Regions from separate parts of the Mus musculus genome. Here regions 2, 3, 4 and 5 are each linked to region 1. A link is a contact called in public HiChIP or PLAC-seq and promoter capture Hi-C data. All regions are on one chromosome and are shown on one strand. Each heading gives the region's core, a stretch centred on a gene start, on an enhancer-like site or on the middle of the called end of the contact. The rest is flanking DNA. Distances are from core to core; before and after follow the strand shown. Region 1 holds the start of Irx2 (Iroquois homeobox 2). Region 2 has its middle 18 kb from the start of Ndufs6. Region 3 holds the start of Ndufs6 (NADH:ubiquinone oxidoreductase core subunit S6). Region 4 has its middle 100 kb from the start of Irx1. Region 5 has its middle 27 kb from the start of Gm30154.

Region 1 (2,700 bases), core at 99-2,598:
CCTCTAAAGCAGAGTAAATCCAATTTGCAACTCAGAAGCCAGTCAGCGTTTCCAATTCTTCAACTACGTAGTAATTAGCATTTTAATTCATCCTTTAACGTTTAACTAGGAGAGGTTTGTAACCTTTTCCCAAGGCCTGGTTCCTACCCAGGGAATTCCACCTAGAGCAAACCCCCTCCGCCCATACACAATGTCTTCACACACCCCAAAACTGCCAAGACCCGCTCTGGCGGGGCCTGTTTTCAGAACTCAGAGATGCTCAGACAGATCCCGGATCTACGGAGCTGGAACCCATAGGCCTACTACGAACTCTGGCAGCACTTAGCGGGTCCCAAACCCGTTAACACATTATTTTTTTTTCCCTGAAAGCCGGGTCAGCGAGACAGAAAACGGCCAACACTAAAGAGCTTCGGCCTGGGTCTAGGGCGAGAGCCACAGGCTCAGCCTATCCCCACCCCACCCCCCCCCCACCCGCATCCCCACCCCCCCACCCCGTGACCCCGCCGCCACCAGTCTGGCCAAGAAACCCAAAGCTTGCGGCATTGGCCCTAGAGGCCTGGGCAGCCGGGGCCCTCAGCTTGGAACCACGCGGAGAGCAGTGGACAGATTTCGCAGCCCCAGCAATCGGCACGCGCGGATTAGAGATTACTCTTGGCCCAGGCACGGGTGGAGTAGCACTTCGCACGAGCTCAAGGGAAATCAGCCTACGAGCTCTGCAGGTCAGTCCCGTCCCTTGTTTAGTGCGGCAACGGGTGCTGGTGACTTTGGAGCTGCCACCCGCAACGCGTCCCCAGCGCTCAGCTCAACTCACTCCCTGGTCCGGGTCTCCCCAGCCCCCACCCCAAAGCAGTTACCACGTAGGACGGGAAGCCGGCAGCCGCGGCGGCGGCGGCGTCCGCCGAGTACTGCAGCGGGCTGCCGAAGCCGGTTGCCGCCTGCGCTGTGAAGGCCGCCGAGCCGGGGTACGGGCTGAACGCGGAGCCCGACGCCGAACGCGCCAGCTCCTCGCTGCGCGGCGCCGCCAGCGCGGACGCGCCGTACGCGGGGCACGAGTAGAGCGCCAGCGAGCCGGGCGCTTGGTACAGGTAGCCCTGCGGGTAGGACATGGTGGGCGCGGGGCGCGGGGCCCGCGTCACACGGAGCAGCGGGCAGCGCGCGCGGCGCCCTCCATCCACGCCCGGCCGGGGCGCACCGAGGCCGCGGGCCGGAGCAGGCTGGGCTGGTGGGCGCTAGGCTGGGCGCGGGGCTGGAGGATCGGCGGGGCGGCGGTAGCGGCAGCGCGGAGCCGGTGGGCGCAGCCGCGCGCCAGGCCGGCGGTCGGGATTTGGGGGAGTCTGCAGTCAGGAGTGAGGAGTTGAGGAAGGAGCGCTCGAGTTTCCGAGGGACATTGGAACGCCGAGCTGTCCGTCACACTCTCATCTGCATATTCTGGTGCCCGCCCCTCCCCTGCTCCGCCCGCCGCCGAGGCCCCGCTGAGGCCGGGGGAGGGGCAGAGAGCGGAGGGGTGGGAAGTGGAGGGGAAGGCGGAGGAGTGGCAGCCAGAGGCTGGAGGGAGGGACGTGCAGGCTTTTGTCGCGCAGCGGCCTCTCTCCACTCCCGCCCCGGCCCGCAGCCTGCAGCGGTGAAGCCCAGCCTGGCCAAACTGGGCGTAGCGCTCACCCCCTCCCACTGGCACATCCTCTCAGCCACGTCCGCGCACCCCGCCGCCGACTCCCGCCTTGGCCCAGCCACCTTTCTCCTTCCCGGGGCCCCATCCGGGCACTGCCGGCGCTCTTGCTCGCCTAGCACTGGTCAGCAAAGGCCTCCTGCAGTCGGGCCAGGTCCGATCCACCTGGAGAACATACGGATCGGGCACCCCTCATCACCCTGAAGATAGCAGCCCAGGTCGCATGCGGTGTCCAGGGCAGACACCGCAGGGAGATGGAGGGCAGTGTGGAGACACCTGCAGAGTTGCCTGGGCATCCCACTTCTACAGTCCTCTGTCCGCCTGTACTCCAGGCTGAGGCTGCCCGTGTGGCTTCCCGTCCGGTCTCCTGCTCCTGGTGCCTGGGCTGCCAAGCATCTACCCGGAATCTGAGCGTTTCGGTTTGAAGCTGTGGGAGGCCCCGTGGTGAGGCTTCTGTCCAAGTCCACAGAGAAGATTTCAGGCCGTGTTAGGAACATCATGTCCGTTAACGTCTGGAACACGCCAGTGAGTGACTCGCTTCAACAAACGCCACTCTGGTCCAAAAAGAGTTTTTGTTTTCTTTTGTTAAGTTGAATGCCTGTTCGAAATTGGGGGAGAGGTTCCTGTCAGGAGAGCTGACTTGACTTTGCTAGAGTATCCACTGCCACTTCCCGAAAGGACATGGGCCAGCTTGTGAAGTGTCGCAGTCGTGAGGTGGTTCAGGTAACCTGAGGTCCAGGAGTTGACTCGCGGGTCCCTTGAGCCCTTAGGTCCCAGCCCCTAAACTTTCTCGACCATACCTGCTCCCTTTCCCCAAGTGAGGGGAGTCGATGGCCAGGATGGGCACTAGTACGCTGGATGTAAAGGAGCGTCAATGGGGGGCGCTTGGGATTCGTAGGGGTCAGGTGTGAGCTGGCCCGGGAGGGGGCGCCCGCCCAACAGGTGTCTCCTTGAAGCTTGCTAGGTAGAGCACGAGGACTCTGAAACCTGGCGCGCGGGCCTGAGCTTCCATTTTATTCTCGGTGGGCTCTGAA
Region 2 (2,700 bases), core at 78-2,577, 680 kb before region 1:
GGCTATTGTGAACACAACAGCGATGAACAGGAATGAGCAAGTATCTCTGTAGTAGAATAGAATCCTTCGGGAATGTGTCCAAGAGTGATGCACCTGGTTCTTATGTCTCCATTTTTGAGGAACATCCACACTGGTTTCTCTAGTGGCTGCATCAGTCTGTGCTCCCACCAGCAGTGAGTAAGTGTTTATCTCTCCCTATATCCACGCAAGCATTTCTTGGGATGTTTTAATTTTAGCCATTCTGACTAAGGGGTTATTAATTTGTCCTGAGAATCAATACTACATGCACGGTTAAACAAGGGAAAGCTTGGGTCTCCCAGAGCATCCTGGTTCTGGCAAACGTTCATTCTTTTCACCTTCTATCAGAACCCAACCTGAACCCAGGTGGCCGAACTCCTGAGTTGAAGAAGAAGATGGAAGTGGCCTTCACATTAGGGGCTACTCATGCACACTACGTGTGACATGTGCTCTACGTGACACCAATGGGTTAATAACAAACAGGACACTTTCTGGAAATTGGTTCTTTCTAGAAAAGGGGCAACAGCTCCATCTGATAGACCAAGGCACACTCAAGCTACTTGTTTGCCCACAGAAGGTTTGGGAAAGGACAGAGCCAGCGAGGGCATGCTGGGCTGTATCTGTGTGGGGACTCAGGGTTCCTAGGTGTCTGTACACATCCACACAGCCTCACCTGAACATGTGCCTAGAAGCCACAGGCACACTTCTGATGCTTCACCATGTTCACAGATGCTAGGTTTGGCCTGTGTTTTAATACTCTAAGGGTTACCTGCCTCCTGTACGTTCTGGGGATGGTCCCTCCATGGGCAGTGACAATACACTGGGAGCTTGCAAGACAGATGGGCAGCACTTGGCCCAGAGCCCTATCTGACCATCCTTGATGGCATGACAGCCCCTGCCCCAGCTCATACACTGTCCAGGGTGGTGAGTGAAAAGTTGTCCTGGCAGGGCAACAGCTCCTATATAGGAGACCCCAGCCCTGAACAAGGGGCAGGATCTGAGATCAGTAGACACTTCTCCAAGAATGTAAGGTGGGTGCTGTACAGGAAGATTTGGATGCTGTTCTGACTTCTACCGCCACACAGAACATTCTGGAAAATATCATCAGTCGTGGGATATGGTGCAAAGACAGGAATGTGGACTAATGTTCCCCAGAGTGATCTATTGCCTGGACACCCCAGCTTCCAGGCACAGGCCTTGATACTTTCCCACCAGTCCCTGCAGGGAGCAGTCCTCTGCATTTCCTTGACTAGGGCAAGGGGTGGCTCTGGGATGAGGCCAGGACTCATGCCTAACTGGCCCCTGCCTGCCCACCAGAGGGCAGTAGTGCACAGCTGTCCTCTTGGTCTCAGTAACAGGGACCCCAGAGGCTGGGGTGCTGGGTCCAAGTCCTTGGAGATGACCACACCTGACACTGTGCAGAGGCCCAGAATCTGCAGATGATACTGCCTTTGAAATCTGCTCTTGGCAACATTAACAGCTATTTGGAGAGATATCTAGAAGCCAAGGGAAGCAAGGCTCTGTCTCCCCAAAGCAGGTACAGCCTCTGAGTGAGCCCCTCCTTTAACATGACAGGCCTAAGGGAAACAGAAACCCTTCAAAGGTAGAATGGGCCAGGGTTTGATTTCTCACCCCTGAGCAGTGCCTTGATCTTGCCCAGCTGAGGGCAAGTCTAGCTTGGTGTGTGGGTGGCAGCCTCCCCTGAGGACGAGGCAGGCACTGAGCCCCCTGGCGGCTGTGGCTTCCCAGCCTTCGAGCTCCAGCACCTCCTCGTCCAGGTTGCCATGAGAATGACCTGTTACTGCACCAAGGAGGTGATCAATGAGGCTGCAGACCGCTGTGGCGGCCAGCAAGATCCGCTGGCCACCGAGACAGAAGGCAGCTCACTGGGACGGAGGCTGAGAGTCCCGGCACGGTACTCTGGTGCTCAATGCTCACCTCCCCTCTCCTCGGGGGCCATTCTAGTATTACAGTGCTAATCCACCAGACACGGGGGATTTTAAATTTCATTTTTGTGCAGTTATTTAAAGTTTAAACTGATAATGTCTAACCCAATTAAATTCCAGTCAATCGTGCTCTAAATGCACTAAGTCTTGTGAAATATGAATGAGGTGTCCCCCCGCACTCCTTAACGACTTAATCTCCATGCTGAGTCTCCGCTCCTGGGAATACTGTGTCGAACCTAGGAACGAAGCAGAAGTGAGACAGGATGGGGACTCGCAACCCACGCTGAAACCTTCTTACTGGCCTTGCTCACTGGGATATCTGGCACATTCAGAATTCAGAGCTTGTGGTGGAAGAGCACCCACTTAAGTCCAGTTGCCAAGATGGGGGCACACTTTGGGAGTAGCCTTCAAAGGCAGCTGACCACACTGGCCATCTCCCTACCCTTACCACATCGCTCCCAGCTTCACGCTCTGTATGGGAGTGCTAACAACCTCTGGTGTTGAGTGTGGGCTCTGTTTTCCAGGGTTATTCTCAGGAATAATGGCTGACAGCATGTTAAAGCTGTCTTCCATTGGATGCATAACAACCGAAGCTGCCATGGTGTGTTCTCCTGACTCTTCAGGGTGTTGGGGCCTGGGGCTGTGGGACTTAAAGGAGATGTGAGAGTAGAGGCTCACAAATGGCACTGGGGAACTACCCAGCCCTTTCTAGGATTGACTTCTCTGAGAGGCAAGC
Region 3 (2,700 bases), core at 3-2,502, 700 kb before region 1:
CATGTGTGTGAACTCATACACAGACAGGGGGTGTTAGGGTTTAAATAGAGACTTAGGGCTGGAGAGATAGCTTGATGGCTAAGAGCACCTGCTACTCTTGCAGAAGACCATCATTCTGTTCCCAGCACCCACACAACTACTCAAATGGACTGTAACTTGACCTGTCTGGAGATCCTGTGCCCTTCTCTTGGTACCAGGTAACCACACACATGGCCATATATAAATGTATACACTCATACATATAAAATAAATCCTTTAAAAAGAGGGAGAATGAGACAAATCTGCAGGACAGGGTGTGGAGACATAAGCCTGAAATCCCAGCACTCCAAAGGCTGAGGCAGGAAGACAGTGAGTGCTAGGTTAGCCTGGCTTACAGAGCTTAAGGCTAGCCAGGGCATCTTAGGCCCACATTTATTGGGGCATTTTTCAACTTGGCGAGGTCTTTGTCCTTGTGTCTTAGGGCCCTCTCTGGTTACCCCTTTCGTCTTCAGACTCACCTAGTCCTTATGCTATAGCAGAGCACAGAAAGGTAGATACCAGGTCATTAACCTCCAATCCTGGCCAAGAGATCCCAAACAACACATGCTAGCTTCTGGCACTTTCTCGGAATTAGTGACCCGGCCCTGCTCTGAGTCTGGGGTCCCACCTGTCTACCTCTGAGCAAAGTTGTTCAGGCTACTTTGGGGTTTGACAGTATATGTCGTTCCAAGGGAGGTTCGGACTCAGATTCAAATGAGGCAGGAGAGGCCAAAACAGCCTTCAGAGTTACAGACTACGATTTGCATCAGGTTTTTTTCTACATAGCAGAGCTTTTCCGGACAGCTTTCCAATGCTGGGTAAACTTCCTTGCAGTCTAACTGGAAACTGAACTACTGCAGCGTTGCAAAAATGCTCAGAAATCTAACTTTCCTACACCAACATACAGGACCAGGAGAGTTGACTGCACAAACTGTTTCTTCTGCTGAACAACTTACTTCTTTACTCAAAACAAAACAGAAAACAAAAAACAAACCAACCCACGGAAAATCTGCATTTTCTCCATTGGCATAAAAGCACACACAGCGCATCTTCAGTTTCCGTCCCCCCACCCCCTGCCTTTGTCACACTAGTAACCTTTGAACACTGCGCACAGTTAAGCCGCAGCTCCGCATCCTATCCAGTTCCACCACCAGCCCCGCCAGCCGCTCAGGCATAGGACGAAAAAAGTTCCACAAGTACTCCCCGCCGACTGCTGTGCGCCTGCGCCGGCACTTGGTACGACGCGTGGGGTCAAGGGTCACCGGCAAGATGGCGGCGGTGCTGACCTTCCGCCGGCTGTTGACTCTCCCCAGGGCTGCACGGGGTTTCGGGGTTCAAGTGTCGCCGAGCGGGGAAAAGATCACGCATACCGGCCAGGTAACGGCCGCGCCCGCCATGCCTGGAACCCAAGACTGACGGTAGCAGGGAGCGCAGCAAGGTGTGCTTCTGCCAGGCTAGCGCGCGGCACTACTGGGCTCACCTTGTGCAACCCGCTGCTCCGGTTTCTAGCTGGTGGCTTTCGGTTGGGACTTGGATCTCCTCATTCTTTAGGCCATATCTTTATATTAAGTTCAATGTTTTAACAAATGATTGTTGTGTTTTGGACCCGGGACAGAGGACTGAGGTGCATATTTTACATATCAAAGGAGACCCGGCATGCAGGTTCTCCCAGCATTCCTCAGTCCCTACCTGGCGTTGCAGCCCAGGATCCTCCCTATATAATCCAGGCATTTTGGTTTCTCCCACCCTGTCTCTTTCTCCTCTCCTTGAACACACTCCCTTTCTCTCCCCCGACCCCTCCTCCTGTCCCAATGGTGACTTCTCTGGCCTCAATCCTTGGGGCCAGTGAACTCACCTGAGAGCGGCTTCCCAATAAACCTACCTTTAATATAATTTAATCTGGCTTGAATTGGTTCATTTCACCAGTGGAGAAATAGCCTATCAATAGTGTATAAAGCAACCCTAGCGTTCGTTCAATATAATAGTGAACCAAAAAATGAGAAACTATGTCTGCTGAAATGAAATCGCGCCTGTTGGAGTTGGCTACTTGTGAGGGCAGGAACTTTGTCTCCAGTCTGCACTCCAGCCTGTCATCCCCTGAGACCGTTCAGTACAAGTTCATTTTGCCTCTTAGTGGGTCTGTCTCCTCATCAATGGGTATAGGCCAAGGGGAACATCGTTCTATAGTATTTTCAATCAATATTATGTGACTTTATTTAGAATAATAGATGGCCTTTTTTTTCCAGGTGTATGATGAAAAAGACTACAGGAGGGTTCGTTTTGTAGATCGTCAGAAAGAGGTAAGTGAAAGATAGAGGAATTCGTAAAACTTAAGCAGGTTGAGCAACTCAAATGCCGGAAGTGTATTGAGCACTAATGTACCACAGTGAATCCTGCGCCTGACTTGGGTGGTAGATTGTAATGAAAAGACAGGCACAACTGAGGTATTGCATAAAAATACCTTCAAGCTCTGTATGAGGTGTAAAGAGACAAGTGGATTTCATGTTTGTACTTGGGCCCATCTTTGAGGTAGCTCGTGTTCCTTAAAGGTATTTGAGCTTTGAGGTAGCTCTTTTGTATCCTCATTGTTGGTCCTAGGCTCCTCCTGGAAGTGGTACTTAGTGTGTGCCAGCTTAACATGGAAGAAGCTAAAGAAATCCTCACATATCACAACCACCCTAG
Region 4 (2,700 bases), core at 93-2,592, 570 kb after region 1:
TCCAGGAGCTCTAAAGCTAACTGGGACCAAAGCTTGACTTCAAGAGGAGCATGGCTCACTGAGTTTCTAATCAGATCAGGAGATCAAGGCTCAACTGTCCTGAAGACTCACAGATCCCCACCCCACCTACTAAAGAGGTAGGGTTAAAGGTGAACCACAGAAGCAGATTACAGCTTGGAGAATGGGCACACAGCTGGGCACAGCTGGGCACAGCTGGGCTGTATGACCATGAAAGGCAGCTTTCATGCTGTCCAAGAAACTACGGAACCCATGCTTGGCTCTTCAAACCATCCTGTATTTTACAGAGAGGATATCTTTTCCCAAAAACTCAAAACATTGGCTAAGAAACTTGATTTCTGAATGATTTCACGATAGGACAAATGGCACACAGTTTTGGGATCCAATAAATTTTATCTGTCCAAAGATAAATCCTGCAGATTCCGACAGGACAAGAATATACACCTCACTCATGGGCAAGCTGTAGCTGAACCAGCTTCCAGGAACATCAAACCCAACTCCGTGTGAGTATTGTGTAGCTAAAACCACCATGGCTGGAAAAGGCTGAGTGGAATAGGCAGAAAAAGAACGTGGGATTTATGGCTAGATGGTAGCATAATGGCTGGCTGTAATACCAATGGCTTCTTCCTCCTGATGTAGCATGCATCTCACATGTCAGCACCAAGCCAGGATAATTCTCCAGCACTGCCTGTGATACTTGTAAACAGAAACTGGGGTGTATGACTGCCACTGTTTCCCCGTAGGCTTGTATTCTCACTTCTTCCTGTGGGTACCGCTGCTCTCATGACATCCTTCCTGTCTCCTTCCTTCTTTTCACTGTGGTTACCATTCCCAATTCCACACACTTGACCCCCTTGCTTTTCTTGTTCATCTCCCCACCCCTGTCCTATATCCTTGGTACATACATGTTTCTTCTTGCCCTTTTGGCTTGCAATTATAGCCCCTGCCCCATTAGCACGAAGGCTTTTACACAGTGTGAAATACTGGGTGTTCTGAAGGAAGGACTAAGCCCTTACATGCTGCTTCCTGCCCTCTCCAAGAGGTTCTCCTATCTGCCTCTCTGTCTCTGTGCATGTCTGTCCTTTTTCTGTGTCCCTGTCCCCCACCTTTGTTGGATGGCTGAGCCTTTGCTCCTATATGTCATTCATGGGACCTCCAGGCTCAGATCGATGTGAAGGTTGGGGGCAGGGGGAGACCCAGGGAAGGCTTACACAGCTGAAGCCCTCAGTGGCTTGAGCACTTAAGAGGGAGACTGTGTAATTAAGTGGAGATTGGCCCTCCAGCCCCCTGGGCACTGGGAGTCAGCAGCAAGAGGAAGCCCCCTTGTTACCTAGAGAAGAGTACCGTGATTGGCTGCTCTGGTCAGGCCTCTAGTGGCCCCTTTGTTACCACAGTGGAAGGAGTGCACTTTCAGCTAGCTGTCTTTGCCAAATGCTATCATTTTTAAAAGCCGTGAACAAGGGGGAGTGGGGCCTAGGGGTATACACAGCTCCATATGCTAGGGACAGAGAGACAAGTGTAATACTGCACTATTAGACTGACATAGGAGCTCACTTGTGCCCCGAACACGAGACAGCTTGAGAGGATTATGCAGGACAGGCTGTCATACAATGAAATTTTCAGAAATCTGTTAACCCCAGCTCAGACCCAGTGAATATTTTATCACCCCACATGCAGAAGGAGCGGTATATTTATTAACTGTGGGAAGACACAGCCAATAAACTGGGCACATGAAAGCAAAGAAGAGGCTGTGTCTTTAGTACCCAGTTTGGATAATCAAGGCAGGGAGGTAATGAACAGAGGAGCAGGGTAGGGCTTCAGTCCACTAGGACACCCAGACAGTTGACATTGGAGGAGAATGGGTCGAGGGCAGAGGTTCGATGAGAGGAAGCAATGTGGCCGCTGAACCAGTGAAGATGATTATGCCCATGCCAATCAGCATCAAAAATACCAAAGTCAGAGGGGAGAGAGGATGGGATAGATTTCCACTGGAAATGATTTCATTGAGACCTCATTCAACATGCTGAGCTCAAATGGCTTTTACACAAGGGAAGACAGTCTGCTTTTCAGAGAAACATGGAGTGAAGTATCGCTTAGAATCACAGGTCAGAGAAGCCAGCACTCCTGTATGTGGCCACTGGCACGGTATCACCATGCTCAGAGAACACAGAAAGCATGGGTGGGAATATCTGTACCCTCACCACAAATCTATCCAGGTGGCTTGGGTCACCAGGCAGCATCCTGGGGACATAGGGATGTTTTCCAAGTTCATCTAGGGGAAAGGACATTGGAGGACTTTCAGGCTACAAAGTCTGTGGAAGCAGGAAAGGAATCCGCATCCTAGGACCCAGACAGTGGCCAGTGCCTCACCTGATGCCACAAGGGGGAAAACATGAAGCTCTTTCTCCATGGCTACCCGAATCGAGAGACCCTTCAGTGGTCCACATTTACTCCTAGTTCTTTCCCACTGTGTCAGGAAACTGAGTCATGTGACAGTGCCAGACCCTAGATGCCCATTTGTCTAGATCTTCTCGTTTTGAGCTTGTAGTCTTAGTCTGGGACCCCTGGGCCACCTCTAATGGGTGAGGGAATAAATTGTTATATCCCAGCAAACCTGGGCGCCATTTTAAAGTGACAGGTTTATGTACATTGCATAAATGAACTGGACAAAAAAAAATGTAG
Region 5 (2,700 bases), core at 43-2,542, 530 kb before region 1:
GGTCATCTTTCTAGGAGCGTCTGAACCCCAGGTTGGACCGCACGGACAAGGCACAATTGCTGAGACACCAGCTCAGACACTACACTGATACTGTTCACAAAATTTACTGCCAGTGACTCTGAATTCCACATTGTTCTTTGTGTTCATTTCTAAGGTAATCGACTAAGCATGTCTTATAGCTTATAGTATTTTAAAAGATGCATTCATTAAAAAGAACCCAAATGCACGTGGGTAGACAAGAGGACCCCAATTTTCTACCATAGTTATTTTCACTTCGCTGGAAGCCAAGTCCTCTTGAACTTGAAAAACCACCAGCAAATTAATCTACAAGGCTTTCATGACATTAATCTAAACTCATGAAACTAGATTAAGTACTGGATTAAGAATCAAATTCAGAAATGCTGCAATCTTAAAAGAAATACGTCTTCAGGCTGTCACGAAGGCAGACTGAACCCCCATGGCAAGTGCACCCAGGAGGGGACTCTAGGGGCTGGAGGGAGCAGCCACTTCCAGGTACGTGCAGTGTGAGCCGGAAGCCAACAGGTGGCACAAATGCATTTGACTTGCACATGGGCCATCGCCCGGGATGCCGCTGCGCCCCCTGCTTTCTATAGCCCAGGCAAGCAGACGCAGGCTGGCGCCTTGGCTCCCTTTGCGAGCCTGGTCTGCCAGGTCCACACGGCCCAGCAGAGTCCAGCTGGGTCCTGAGCTGCGCGCCGCTGAGGACCCAGAGAGCTCCAGGCAGCGCGCCCTCTGCTGGCCGTCCGCGGACTCGCCGTTGTTCCCAGCCTGTTCGGAGAGAACTCAAATTGAGACAGATGGAAAGAGGGGGCAAGGATTGGGACCAGTCAGGGGCAGAGTAGGCGGAGCAGGACTGGGTAGGGCCAGGTAGGGCGTGAGCACTGTGGCTGATGTGAGGCTGGCCCCAGGCACTCCCAGGAGAAATTTCCAGGGCCCACGGATTCACAATTCGAAGTAGCTCGAGACTATAAAGACACCTCTGCAGGCCTTCTGTCAGCTCCTTTTGTTCTCTCCTCCAGATTGGAGAGCACTGCGAACCTGGTAGTATTGTACAGCTCCACACCAGCATTCCGGACCATTCCTTTTGTAAGGCTCTACTTTGAGCTAGCAAGCACGGAGGCAGGAGTGGCTCAGCTGGGGGAAGAGAGCCTGTCGTTCCCAGGTTCCATCTCGCTGGAGAGGAGCCCCGCCTGAACTTGTTTTTAATGTGTCAAATCACAGAGGCAGCTTCCCAGCAGTAAAGTGTGAAGGGGTTACAGCCTCTTGGGCCTCTGGGAAGCCAGACGCAGGTCTCAGCAGAGTGACAGGCGTGTTTCCATGCCAGGCAGCCAGGCAGTGGCCCTGGGCTTTTGATCTTCATCCCACAATTTGTCAATTGGACGCCTCTTCACGCCCATCTTTATCACTGTCAGGGACACCTCTGGCTCCCGTGTCCCTTCCCTGTAGGCCTGAGCTTCTGAGAGGTTCCTGCTAAAGGCCTCTCTTATTCCATACCAGCCTAGGAAGGTGGGGTCCTCACCGGGCTCTGCAGTGTCCGCAAAGCTGAACATAAATTTGACTGCATTAGTTTCCATCCACAACCACCAGAAGTACCTTAGCTCTGTCTCCTAGTGGGACTCTGGCAACTCCCTCCCTGCTGTGGGCAACAGACCTCGCCACTATGCATGGATGGATGGGGTCCACAGGGGTCCATTCCTAGCCTTCCCAGGAGTCTTTGTCTTGGTACCGAGCGATCACTCTTAATCCTTTATATCTAGTGATGTGTTTCTGCTCCTGTTCTCGTTTTTTTTTTTTTTTTTTTTTTTTTTTTTGTAAAGGAGGAAAGTGAGTTAGAACATTATATGCTTACAGAGGATGAAGCAAAGCTGTCAGTCTGTGTGACACTGCAGCAGACCTGGGCAGGCAGGTAAGTGCTCATTCATTCGAAGGAGTATGTGTTCTGATGCTCTGGCCAGAAGAAGGGAGGACTTGGGAATTCTGGCCCCAGGGACACACAGGGCTTAAGACACCCAAATCCTGTCTTGTTACCATCAGTGGGCCCTCCAAGTCTTCAGTGGACTCCTCAAGCCACTCCTAGACCCCTCTTGCCCATACTGAGGGCCAGGGAGATCTCAGGACCAGGCAGAGCTCATAGGAGACGGGAATTCCTTTATCTCAGGCAGGGTGGTGATGAGATTATTTTAGGACGTCGGGCCCATTCTAGGCATCCACCAAACAAGCTGTCAGAAACTGAAAGAAAGTTCTAGATCTCACATACACCAACACTGCAAATGCTTTTTTTTTTTTTTTTAAGGTTTTAATCCCAATCGCTAGATTTTCAAGGAATTGGACCAATGGACTTTAGAGAGGGCCAGACATAAAGGATTTGAAATCCCACCCTTGTACCTAGACTTTGGGGTGTGGAAGGGTCAGGGTCAGGGTGTGGAGCACCATCATGGCTAAGTGGACTCCTGCTGAGTGACGAACACATTTGGTGGTGTTTGAGGGTAAATGTACGAGGCTGACATTTTAAGAAGTCACAACGTTAGCTCATTCCAAAGAGTGGAGCAAACCTAAAGCTTCCTTCCTGGCTTCTGGTGGCAGCTGGTCCAGACTGAGGTCTGACTCAGAGGCAGCACTGACCTTTTAAAAGTCCCTGCAAAGTGCAAGGTGTGAAGCTTTGGAAAAGCAGTCAAGGCT

The links. Promoter capture Hi-C pulls out the DNA fragments that hold promoters and counts their contacts. HiChIP or PLAC-seq counts read pairs in DNA pulled down with a chosen protein or histone mark.
Region 2: a contact with region 1 is called in an H3K4me3 HiChIP or PLAC-seq map of embryonic midbrain, with 5 times the contacts expected there. The contact joins the enhancer-like site here to the promoter of Irx2 in region 1. A contact is called at or near these places in 10 of 484 Hi-C or Micro-C datasets (3T3-L1-derived adipocytes, B cells, cerebellum and 4 more), 11 of 115 datasets of contacts at active chromatin or transcription factors (the NIH/3T3 cell line, embryonic forebrain, embryonic hindbrain and 4 more) and 1 of 9 other capture datasets (embryonic stem cells).
Region 3: a contact with region 1 is called in an H3K27ac HiChIP or PLAC-seq map of embryonic stem cells, with 4 times the contacts expected there. The contact joins the promoter of Ndufs6 here to the promoter of Irx2 in region 1. A contact is called at or near these places in 6 of 39 promoter capture datasets (the 3T3-L1 cell line, 3T3-L1-derived adipocytes, cranial neural crest and 2 more), 9 of 484 Hi-C or Micro-C datasets (3T3-L1-derived adipocytes, B cells, adipose-derived mesenchymal stem cells and 4 more), 12 of 115 datasets of contacts at active chromatin or transcription factors (the NIH/3T3 cell line, embryonic forebrain, embryonic hindbrain and 4 more) and 1 of 9 other capture datasets (embryonic stem cells).
Region 4: a contact with region 1 is called in a promoter capture Hi-C map of liver, with 3 times the contacts expected there. The contact joins the enhancer-like site here to the promoter of Irx2 in region 1. A contact is called at or near these places in 1 of 39 promoter capture datasets (liver), 3 of 484 Hi-C or Micro-C datasets (adipose-derived mesenchymal stem cells and embryonic fibroblasts), 5 of 115 datasets of contacts at active chromatin or transcription factors (embryonic fibroblasts, embryonic hindbrain, embryonic midbrain and 2 more) and 1 of 9 other capture datasets (embryonic stem cells).
Region 5: an H3K4me3 HiChIP or PLAC-seq map of neural tube shows a contact between it and region 1, with 4 times the contacts expected there. The contact joins the enhancer-like site here to the promoter of Irx2 in region 1. A contact is called at or near these places in 1 of 15 datasets of contacts at CTCF or cohesin (stem cell-derived epiblast-like cells), 11 of 484 Hi-C or Micro-C datasets (cardiomyocytes, cerebellum, cortical neurons and 3 more) and 11 of 115 datasets of contacts at active chromatin or transcription factors (astrocytes, embryonic forebrain, embryonic hindbrain and 5 more).

Annotation. Positions count from the first base shown.
Region 1 is chr13:72,627,468-72,630,167 of GRCm38.p6, reverse strand. It overlaps Irx2 (Iroquois homeobox 2), which reads right to left and starts at 1,348. Exons shown (of 5, transcript NM_010574.4): 1 at 855-1,348. The coding sequence starts at 1,106. It overlaps Gm20554 (predicted gene, 20554), which reads left to right and starts at 1,604. Exons shown (of 1, transcript NR_030701.1): 1 at 1,604-2,700.
Region 2 is chr13:73,309,393-73,312,092 of GRCm38.p6, reverse strand. No RefSeq gene overlaps it. Among named protein-coding and RNA genes, the nearest start is that of Ndufs6, 18 kb to the left of the region's middle. Within about 2 kb of position 1,327, at least 11 of the 459 cell types and tissues checked have an H3K27ac peak or open chromatin away from gene starts, as enhancers often do.
Region 3 is chr13:73,327,034-73,329,733 of GRCm38.p6, reverse strand. It overlaps Ndufs6 (NADH:ubiquinone oxidoreductase core subunit S6), which reads left to right and starts at 1,252. Exons shown (of 4, transcript NM_010888.2): 1 at 1,252-1,395; 2 at 2,265-2,318. The coding sequence starts at 1,288. It also overlaps a transcript of Mrpl36 not described here.
Region 4 is chr13:72,062,168-72,064,867 of GRCm38.p6, reverse strand. No RefSeq gene overlaps it. Among named protein-coding and RNA genes, the nearest start is that of Irx1, 100 kb to the right of the region's middle. Within about 2 kb of position 1,342, at least 4 of the 459 cell types and tissues checked have an H3K27ac peak or open chromatin away from gene starts, as enhancers often do.
Region 5 is chr13:73,158,468-73,161,167 of GRCm38.p6, reverse strand. No RefSeq gene overlaps it. Among named protein-coding and RNA genes, the nearest start is that of Gm30154, 27 kb to the right of the region's middle. Within about 2 kb of position 1,292, at least 74 of the 459 cell types and tissues checked have an H3K27ac peak or open chromatin away from gene starts, as enhancers often do. A contact at or near this core is called in cortical neurons and neural tube, where this site is marked.